2 separate regions of the Pan troglodytes genome follow, and region 1 is linked to region 2. The links are chromatin contacts, called in public Hi-C maps. All regions are on one chromosome and are shown on one strand. Each heading gives the region's core, a stretch centred on a gene start, on an enhancer-like site or on the middle of the called end of the contact. The rest is flanking DNA. Distances are from core to core; before and after follow the strand shown. Region 1 holds the start of MAF (MAF bZIP transcription factor). Region 2 has its middle 160 kb from the start of MAF.

Region 1 (4,529 bases), core at 533-3,032, 160 kb after region 2:
CACAAACTCGAGCAGGGTGTGGGGTGTGTGTGTGTGTGTGTGTGTGGTGTGTGCGTGCGGGTTTGTGTGTGTGTAGGGGGCCAAGGGGGCCAAACTCGGTGGGGGTGGGGGTGGTGAGGTGGTGGCGAGCGTGGCTCTAGAACTAGCAAGCCCACACCCGAGCCGGACCCCCGCGGAGCACTTATCAGGGTGGCTAGCTGGAATCGCGTGTCAGACTCACATGAAAAACTCGGGAGAGGACGGGTTGTCGCTGCTCGAGCCGTTTTCTCGGAAGCCGCTGCTCACCAACTTCTCGTATTTCTCCTTGTACGCGTCCCTCTCGCGCACCAGCCTGGAGATCTCCTGCTTGAGGTGGTCGACTTGCTGCAGCAGCTGGTTCTTCTCCGACTCCAGGACGTGTCTCTGCTGCACCCTCTTGAAGCGGCAGGACTGGGCATAGCCGCGGTTTTTCAGGGTCCGCCTCTTCTGCTTCAGCCGGATCACCTCCTCCTTGCTGACCCCGCGCAGCTGCCGGTTCAGCTCGCGCACAGACATGGTCACCAGCTGCTCGTCGGAGAAGCGGTCGTCGAAGTGCAGGCCGCCGGCGGCGTGGTGCGGGTGCAGGGCGCCCCCCGCCCCCGCCGCGCCCCCGCCGCCTCCGCCGCCGCCGCCGCCGCCGCCGCCCCCAGCGCTGGCCGGGCCACCGCCGCCCGCGCCCCCAGCGCCACCGGCCGAGGCGGCCGCGCTGCCCGCGGCGCCGGGCGCGCCGGCCGTCGGGTGGTGGTGGTGGCCGGCGGCGTGGTGGTGGTGGTGGTGGTAGTGCGGGCCCGCGCCGCTCTGCGCGGCGGCCGCGGCGATCACGGCGGACACCACGGCGGCGGCGGGGCCCATCTCCTCGCCGCTGCCGCCCAAGGAGGCGCCGGCACCAGCCCCGGCCGCCGCGGCCAGCTGCTGCGCCCCGCGCGCGTAGCCATCGAAGCCGCCCTGGAGCTGGTGGCTGTTGCTGATGAGTGCCTCGACCGCGTCCTCAGGGCTGAAGCCCAGCGCCTCGGGGTTCAGCTGCTGCGGGTAGCCGGTCATCCAGTAGTAGTCTTCCAGGTGCGCCTTCTGCTCGCTGCCCGAGCCCGGGCTGGGCGCCGAGAAGCTGGGGGAAGGGGGCACCGAGCTGCACGGCGTGCTCATGGGGGTGGAGGACAGCGAGCCCCCGGCGATGAGACGGCCGCACTGGCTGATGATGCGGTCGGTCTCCACCGGTTCCTTTTTCACTTCAAACTTCATCAGATCGAAGTCATTAACATATTCCATGGCCAGGGGACTGGTGGGCAGGTCGGAGTTGCTCATTGCCAGTTCTGATGCCATTCTCCTGCCGCCGCCGCCGCCGCCGCTCCGCCAGATGGGCTGCAGGAGAGGGGCCAGCGGGCTGTGCTGGGTGGCCAGCGGGTGAGCCAGCTTGCCGGGCTGGGGCGCTTCTAGCTTGCGCGGCGGTGGCTGGCCCGAAACCTCCGAGCGCGCTCACACACACACCCCCCCGCCCTGCCCGCGCCCCCCGCGCCCGCCCTCCCTCCCCCCTGCTCACGCCAATGTGCTCCCTCGCTCGCCCCGGCCCCTCCTTGCTCGCTCGCCTCCTTGCGCGCCGAGCCGGCGGCTTCAGGCTCGGGAAGATCCTCCGCGAGCTGCGGTGGCGGCGGTGGTGGCTGCGGCGGCGAAGCTGGAGGAGCCCGGCCCGGTGCGCGGCGTCCCCCGCTCGCCGCTCCGCTGCGCGCTTTGCATAAGGAAGGGCTCGCCTCGCCGGCCCGGGCTGCAGGCAGGGCGCGCGCGGCGGCCGCTCGGGGCTGGAGGCGCGGCGGGCGTCTGTCCGGGCGGCGCGGGCCTTGGCACGGGGGAGTTAACACTTCATGCTTCTCGCCTCCTCTTCTGCTTGGCTCTCTTTATTATTTTTTTTCTTTCCTCTCTCTCCCTCGCGCGCTCTCTCCCTCTGTGCAAAGTGCAAGGCAGAGGTGCAGCCCGACTGGAGGAGAGGGAGGGGGGAGTTTAGTTCTTTCTTGCCTTTTTTTAAAAAAGCAAAATAGCGAAGTCCTGGGGAAAGACGAGGCAGAGAGCAAAGGGGGGAGGGGGAGGCCAAGCCGACAAGCAGCCCGAGCTACAGCTCGAAGATGAAAAAAGATTTTAAAGCCTCTGATCCAGCAAGAAGAGTTTAAAGCAATTGCTGAGTTTTATAGCACTCGTGACGTCAGGTCCAAATGAGAAATTGACTGGCACTCCGGGCCAATGGGAGGCAGCGAGAGCGGCCGCGATTAGCATAATAGTATAGAAACAAGGAAACTTTTCGGAGCTGTCAATCAGGGCCCAATCAGCTGACTGTCAGCTGGGACGGGCTGGCTTAACCCTTCCTGCGCCGCTGCCTACCCGGGAGGGAACGAGGCCCGACGCAAAGTTTGGTGTAAGAGGGGAAGGAGTTTTTCCAGAGGGGCTTCGGCAATCCGGGCGGACCTAGGAGGACGGTTTGCTTTTCTTTGGAGCGCGAGACAGGCCTCCCATCCGGAACCCCAGCTCGCTGGGGGCTCACTCGGCTGGGATTGGCCTGATTCCCCTCCCCTGCCTGCCCTCCACCCCCAGGATTGTGAATTCGCCTCCCAGCTTTTCCTCCTCGCACCAACTCTGGTACCCAGGTGTCTGCCGGGGACCTTCCTTCCCTGAGCCTGGCCGTGCCCGGCGCTCAAACTTGGCCCCAACTCTTTGTCCGTCTCTCGGGCGCCCGTGCGGGGAAGGGACCGGGAAGGGAGGGATGCAGTGGGGTGTCCGGATCGGGACTGCGGGCTGGGCGCCGCCCGGCCGTGCGCCTGCCCAGAAGGCTGGGCATCCGTGGAGAGGGAAAGCCCATTTTATCACTCTCTTTACAAGGAGGTAAAATAAGTTGTTTAGAGGCCATTCTTCACGGAGACTGGCTGCCCGCTGGCGTCGCGTGCCCTTGGACAGAGCGAGCGCCTATGCGAGATAACTCCGGGGAAGCTCAAAGTCAGGTCAGCCGGGCTCAGCCTTCCGGCTCCTGACTGGCCGCAGTTTGGCCTTTGAGACTCATATTGCGCGCTCGCTCTCTCTCTCTCTCTCACACACACACACACACACACTCACACTCACCCATCCCCTTACGAAATCTGACCTCTGTTTATCAGGGTCAGGCGCGCCCTTTGCACTTTTACGTTTCCTTTAATTATTTCGGACTTGATCGTGGCAGGGAGCAAGGGGGAAAAACAATACCCCAGCCCTCACCAGCTACCCTCGAAGGGTTAAATTTTAAACCGCGGTTTCTGGAACTAGTCCGGAAACGCAGAGTGGGGGGTGGGGTGGGGGAGGCTGCTCCCCCTACCCCCAGTTGCAAATGCTAATAAGTAGTTTAAATTTCTAGATTGATTCTCTAAAAGTTTATGCAAAAAAAGAAATAAAAAAGAAAAAGAAAAAAAGAAGGAAACCAACAACTAACTCTGTTTCTAAGATTTTAAAGCGATAGGCAAGTCGAAGAAGCAGAGATTTATTTGGAGAGAAAGCTCCTGAAACCGACCCAGCCTTTGGAAGACCAGCCCGTCTGCTTAGAAGTTGGGACTGTTGATTCCTTCAATTAATGAAATGCATTTGGTGTTGTTAATCGTATTTATTTTACTTTATGAGAAGGGGGAGACGCTAGGAGGGTGCATTAAAAAAAAAAAAATTCTGAAAAGCCTGCAAAAGGATCGAAGAGTGGAAACTATTGTTGGAGCGAGTTGGTTTTTACCTCAACAGCGCCACCTTTCGGCAAAGGTCAGTTGAAATTGATCCGTGTCCAGTTTTGTCGATGAAGTGAAAAGCAGCTGGTTACCCAGTGTGGGAGGAGGAAAGAGACACACAAAGTTAGTTTGACTGAAGTGGGAGAACCCGACCCTATAGGAAAGGGGCCGAAGAAAGTGCTGGCAGATGCAGAGATCATTTTTGCCCCTCCTCTTCTCCTTGATTGTTGACAAAGAGGCCAGGGGATACAGACACCCTCGGGGTGTAATTTCTGGCTGAGACCTTTGCAAGCGGATCCCCATGTAACAGGGCCCCAAACCCTTTAAAAGTGCCAGGATGGATTTTCAACGGGCTTTATGGCAATATCAAGAGAATTAAAGTTACTTGTAATTCAGTCATAAATGAGATGTCTCTAGTAAGTAAGATTAAGTGCAGTGCTATAAAGTTGTTTATCTGAAAAGTAATTCTCAGAAAACTTGACTTCTGACACTTAGTCATATATTAAGCCAGCGTCTTGAACATTGCACTTCAGAATGGTCTTCCCCACCCCGCAGCATGCTTTGCTATTTATAACCTCAGGTGTCTCTCACTCGTTCCTCGCACCATATTAGACCTGTGTTAATTTCTCTGATCCTAGTAGACTTCAGTTTCAGCAAACGCAGGAATCCTTAATGGAAGACTTCCCAAAAGATTTATAGGCACAGCCTAATCTGAAAAGGGCAGCGCTGTCGGTATTTTTCAGACAAGTAGTGTTTCTTTTCATCGTGACTGCAGAGAAGTTGTTTATA
Region 2 (4,494 bases), core at 1,743-4,242:
AGATCTCTTGGGCCCAGATCCGGCTGCTTATCTGATGGGAGTGATCACTTCTAGGTCCCAGCAGAGTGTGGAGAAGCGAAGTGAGTTGACACATCCCATCAACGAAGACTCTGTTTTGTCCTAGACTGGCATGACTTGCTCTAAGAAGTCTGTCATGCGAGGGCTCCACTTACACATATATGCAGTATACCTACACCTATGCACGGACACACGTCCATATATACACGCACAGGTGTACACACATACATACACACACATACAAGCACACCTGCGATTGTATACACACACACACACACACACACATATTCACAACCAGGTGTTGGCACATACCATATGCACATATATACACAGATTCTTCTTTGAAATCTTCCTGTAAATTACAATGAGGGATTGAAAGCCTTGATGTTCCCAGAATTCAAGGCCAAAGCCCTAGATTTAGGAAAACAGGTACCTTCTGTGGTCAAATAGATGCGGTCAATAGTGAAATCTTCTTTAAAGCTACTATTCATTGAGCTTGTACTATGTCCCAAGACTTCATGTACATTCTAGTCATTCATGCCTTACAACCAGGCCATGAGGTAGATGCTATTGTTTTCATCTGCATTTCCCAAGAGGAAACTGAGGCTCAGGAAGCTGGAACTGTCTGCTCAGGGTCACACAGCTGGCCAGTGGCAGTTTTAGTCCACTTCTCAGGGCATTTCTATGTTCTCCCCAAATTCATCTTTCAAGTCCCTACACCAGGAGTTGATGGCTTTACAAGCCAGTCTCCCCCAGTTCAAGCCGGGACGTGCATTTGTCTTGACCATATCCTTCGTTATTTGTCCATGTAGATTCCATACTTCGTAGCTAAAAAGCATGAACTTGAACTTGAACAAAGGCTTTTTCTCCAGGGACTCAGAGAGGAGTCTGCTAAAGCATGTGAGGAAAGCTTGGCCTTCAATTCACAGGTAAGGGACCTGCTCTTTGGAAAATTTATTAGCAAGAAGGGTGCAGGAAGCCAAAACCAAAAGCCCTGTGATTTTAGGCATGCGGTTGGAGAAAATTTCACCCAGTCATGTGCAAAACCTATGACTTAATTTGTAAAAAGAGCAAAGTCTGTGAGAAATGAGATTCATTTATTTTTATTATTTATTTATTTGAAACAGAGTCTAGCTCTGTCACCCAGGCTGGAGTGCGGTGGCATGATCTCGGCTCACTGCAACCTCTGCCTCCCAAGTTCAAACAATTCTCATGCCTCAACCTTCCAACTAGCTGGGACTACAGGTGCTCACCACCACACCCAGCTAAGTTTTGTATTTTTAGTAGGGATGAGGTTTTGCCATGTTGGCCAGACTGGTCTTGAACTCCTGACCTCAGGTGATCTGCCCGCTTCAGCCTCCCAGTGCTGGGATTACAGGTGTGAGCCACCGCATCTGGCTGAGATTAATTTATTTTTAAAATAGGTCATTTTAAACAACATTTGCAAAACACCTACTGTGCATCAGACATGTACGTTAACGCTTCTCAAATAACACTGCCGATGACCCATTGGGAACTGGGGTGCCAATTACACAAGAAAAGTGCTTCTCTTGCTTTCTTCTCACTGCTGCTTATTTTTACACCAAAGGGTTATTTATCATTTTGTTCACTAGACTTGACTGTAACTCACTTTTCTGGGTTTCACCAAATTGAGTTCACTTCTAAAGAGCTTGTTGGTTGCAAAGACATTTAAAAGGGAGACCCTTGGGCTAACCTTTCCCTTCCCACATGTCACACTTTATATTTGTCGGTTTCACTGGTCGTCTTCCCCTAAGATGACTTGATGCCCTCTTGGAAACATGGGCTGGGTCTCCACCTTGGCATCTCCAGCACTCCACCATGCCATGCAGGACCCAGCATCTGGAGAGTCTGCACACACAGGCTCGACGCTGCAACACTTAGCGCAGGCAGGCTTTTGACTGTCTTGGGCAAAGTCTCCCAAGGTGCCTGTTTTCTAAATGGCTGATACTCCTTTGAAAGTGAGAGATCTGACTGTTTGTTCAGAAATCCCGCACTTCAGAGTCACAAGCAGGGCTGTTTTCAGAAATAGTTTGAACGTGCATGAAATGGTCATGTATCCCCCACACTGTTAATAACCTCGGCATCTGCCCTGCCCACTCTCAAGGCATGTGTTAAAGACTAAAATGGGAGAAAGCTGTGTGTGTGTGTGTGTGTGTGTGTGTGTGTGTGTGTGTGTGTGTGTGTGTGTATGCATTTCTGTATATTTTACAGACAGGAGTAAGGAAGAGAGCATGCCGTAAGGAAACCAAATGGACACTTTGCTGTCATCTTGGCTTGTGTTGCAATCCTAGCTCTCCTTCTTGCAAATTACATGTCATCCAAGATTAAATAATCCCCCGTGTAAAATGGGAACATGAAGACGTACATTACAGGTGTAAGAGAACCCCAGGCTGCACAACCACTGTGTGGCCTGTTTGAGATTGTACAGGTGTGGGACATAGCCACACATCCTGCTTGAAATGCTTCAAGAATGTCTCAACTTCATTAAAGTCGGGCTGATGGGACTTTGCATCCCATTTTACAGTGAGGGAGACAAAGGTGGTTGAGGAGGTACCCAGAGCCAGCCACTGCACATTCCACCCATGTAGTCCCCCAAGGAGGCCTGTGTGCCCCCTCATTTTACAGCTGAGGAAAGGACACCTCCGAGAGCTCATGCCGGTCACCCAGCTTCACCGTGGAGGGGACTGGCCTCTGAAAACCCTGGCATTACTCTCTGCTAGCTTCCAGAGCACGAGCTTCTCGGCCATGACATTCACTAAGTTCACTGAGAGAAACCGTAGGCTGGCATTGGGCAGGCTCAATCCTAGCACTTCCTTTTCACTCCCTCACAATAGAAACTTCTGCCTTGGCTGGGAAGGGGGTTCCCACATGCTGAGACGTGGGCCGCATTCCCCTTTCACCTAGAGTGGGACACAGGCCAGGCGGGAGGTTTCCGCCTCTGCAGGGGCTGCTGGCCTGGGCTTCTAGGAGGCCTGTTTGTGGAGACAGGAGTCGGCCCCAGGGCACCGGGAAGCCGGGGCTACTACTGAGCATATTTCTGGGGCTGGAATGCCATCCCTTGGAGAGCCTGTCTCTTAGAGACGCCAGGTCTGAGCAGGCTTTAGAAAACAGCAGAGGCCCCGTGGCGTTGGGGGGGCAGGGGAAAGAGAGTGGGGGCAGGAGGTTCCCACATGCCAAGCTACAAGGCCCTTTGTGGGGGGTTCCCTCAGGCATTTCCAATTACAGGAGTTATTTCTGCCCCACAGATTATGTGGTTCCTGCACTTGGCGTGAGGAATGAATCGAGTCATTATTAACTCAGCAGTGTCAGCCCTGGGACCAGAGGCACCCGTTTGGAGGTAGAGCAGTTAATACACGGGCGGATTAGGTGGCTCTTGGGCTTCGCCACAATTAGAAACTCAGGACGTTTGAAATATTAACTGGGGCATGTGGGTAAGAGACAGTGCCCGGCTTCACTGCCAAGGAGATAACAGCCTGGAGGAGGCTGCAGAGAATTATGTAAGGAACGGGGCAGTGGGAAGTGGCATTTGCTGGGTACTTATTTTGCGTCAGTGGCTCCTGCAGACATTCCTCACTTTATCTTCCCGGGAACCTCGAGGACAGGATTGTTTCCTCCATTTCACAGAGGAGGGAAGGGGGCGGAGCTCAGAGAGGGCGGATCAGTTTTCTAAGTCTGCACAGCCAGCGAGGACGTGCAGAGGCTGCCTTCTCTTGGCACGTCCTCCGTCCTTCCCTGAGCCCTGGATGATCCCTGCCCATGTCCCAGAGGCTTTGAGATGCTAATGAAAAGAAGCGCTAGGAAGAAATAAAAGGAAAGCAATAATGATCACAGTAACTGGTATTTTTCAAGCACGTATTCCATGTGTGTGCTCTGCCACACTTCACAGACACCACTTTTCATCCCTGGGACCGTCCAGGGAGGTAGGTAGAATTAATTATTGTCCTCATCATGTGAGAGACTGAGACATCCTAAGATTAACAATTACATCGAAAGAGCCATAATCAAGCTTGACTTCAGGCCTGTCCACCTCCAAAGCCCCTTCTATCTTAAAGATACTGTCGTGTCCCCTAGCTCCAAGAGGCAGAGGCAGGGATTGAGTCTGGGCTTTGCACATCCTAATCTAGGGCACTGCACTTTGCAGCACTGCCTTGCGTTCATTCATCGTTCATTTACGTACCAGGAATAAGAGTGTATTAAGCAGTTCTTTGCACTGTGCCTGCACAAGTCCACCTCTTTCACCATCCCTATCGTCCTATGGGGTAGGTACTTACTTTTTTTTTTTTTTTTTTTTTGTTGAGACGGAGTCTTGCTCTGCCACCCAGGCTGGAGTGCAGTGGCTCAATCTTGGCTCACTGCAAGCTCTGCCTCCCGGGTTCATGCCGTTCTCCTGTCTCAGCCTCCCTAGTAGCTGAGACCACAGGCGCCCGTCACCATGCCCGGCTAATTTTTGTATTT

What was found. Hi-C and Micro-C count contacts between places; a contact is called where the count stands out from the background.
Region 1: a Hi-C map of stem cell-derived neural progenitor cells shows a contact between it and region 2, with 5 times the contacts expected there. The contact joins the promoter of MAF here to the enhancer-like site in region 2. A contact is called at or near these places in 1 of 7 Hi-C or Micro-C datasets (stem cell-derived neural progenitor cells) and 1 of 1 datasets of contacts at active chromatin or transcription factors (stem cell-derived excitatory neurons).

What each region holds. Positions count from the first base shown.
Region 1 is chr18:77,743,908-77,748,436 of NHGRI_mPanTro3-v2.0_pri, forward strand. MAF (MAF bZIP transcription factor) reads right to left here and starts at 1,783. Exons shown (of 2, transcript XM_511123.7): 1 at 221-1,783. The coding sequence starts at 1,338. LOC104002681 (a long non-coding RNA gene) reads left to right here and starts at 2,271. Exons shown (of 2, transcript XR_008540073.1): 1 at 2,271-3,774.
Region 2 is chr18:77,579,664-77,584,157 of NHGRI_mPanTro3-v2.0_pri, forward strand. No RefSeq gene overlaps it. Among named protein-coding and RNA genes, the nearest start is that of MAF, 160 kb to the right of the region's middle. Within about 2 kb of position 2,993, at least 10 of the 24 cell types and tissues checked have an H3K27ac peak or open chromatin away from gene starts, as enhancers often do. A contact at or near this core is called in stem cell-derived neural progenitor cells, where this site is marked.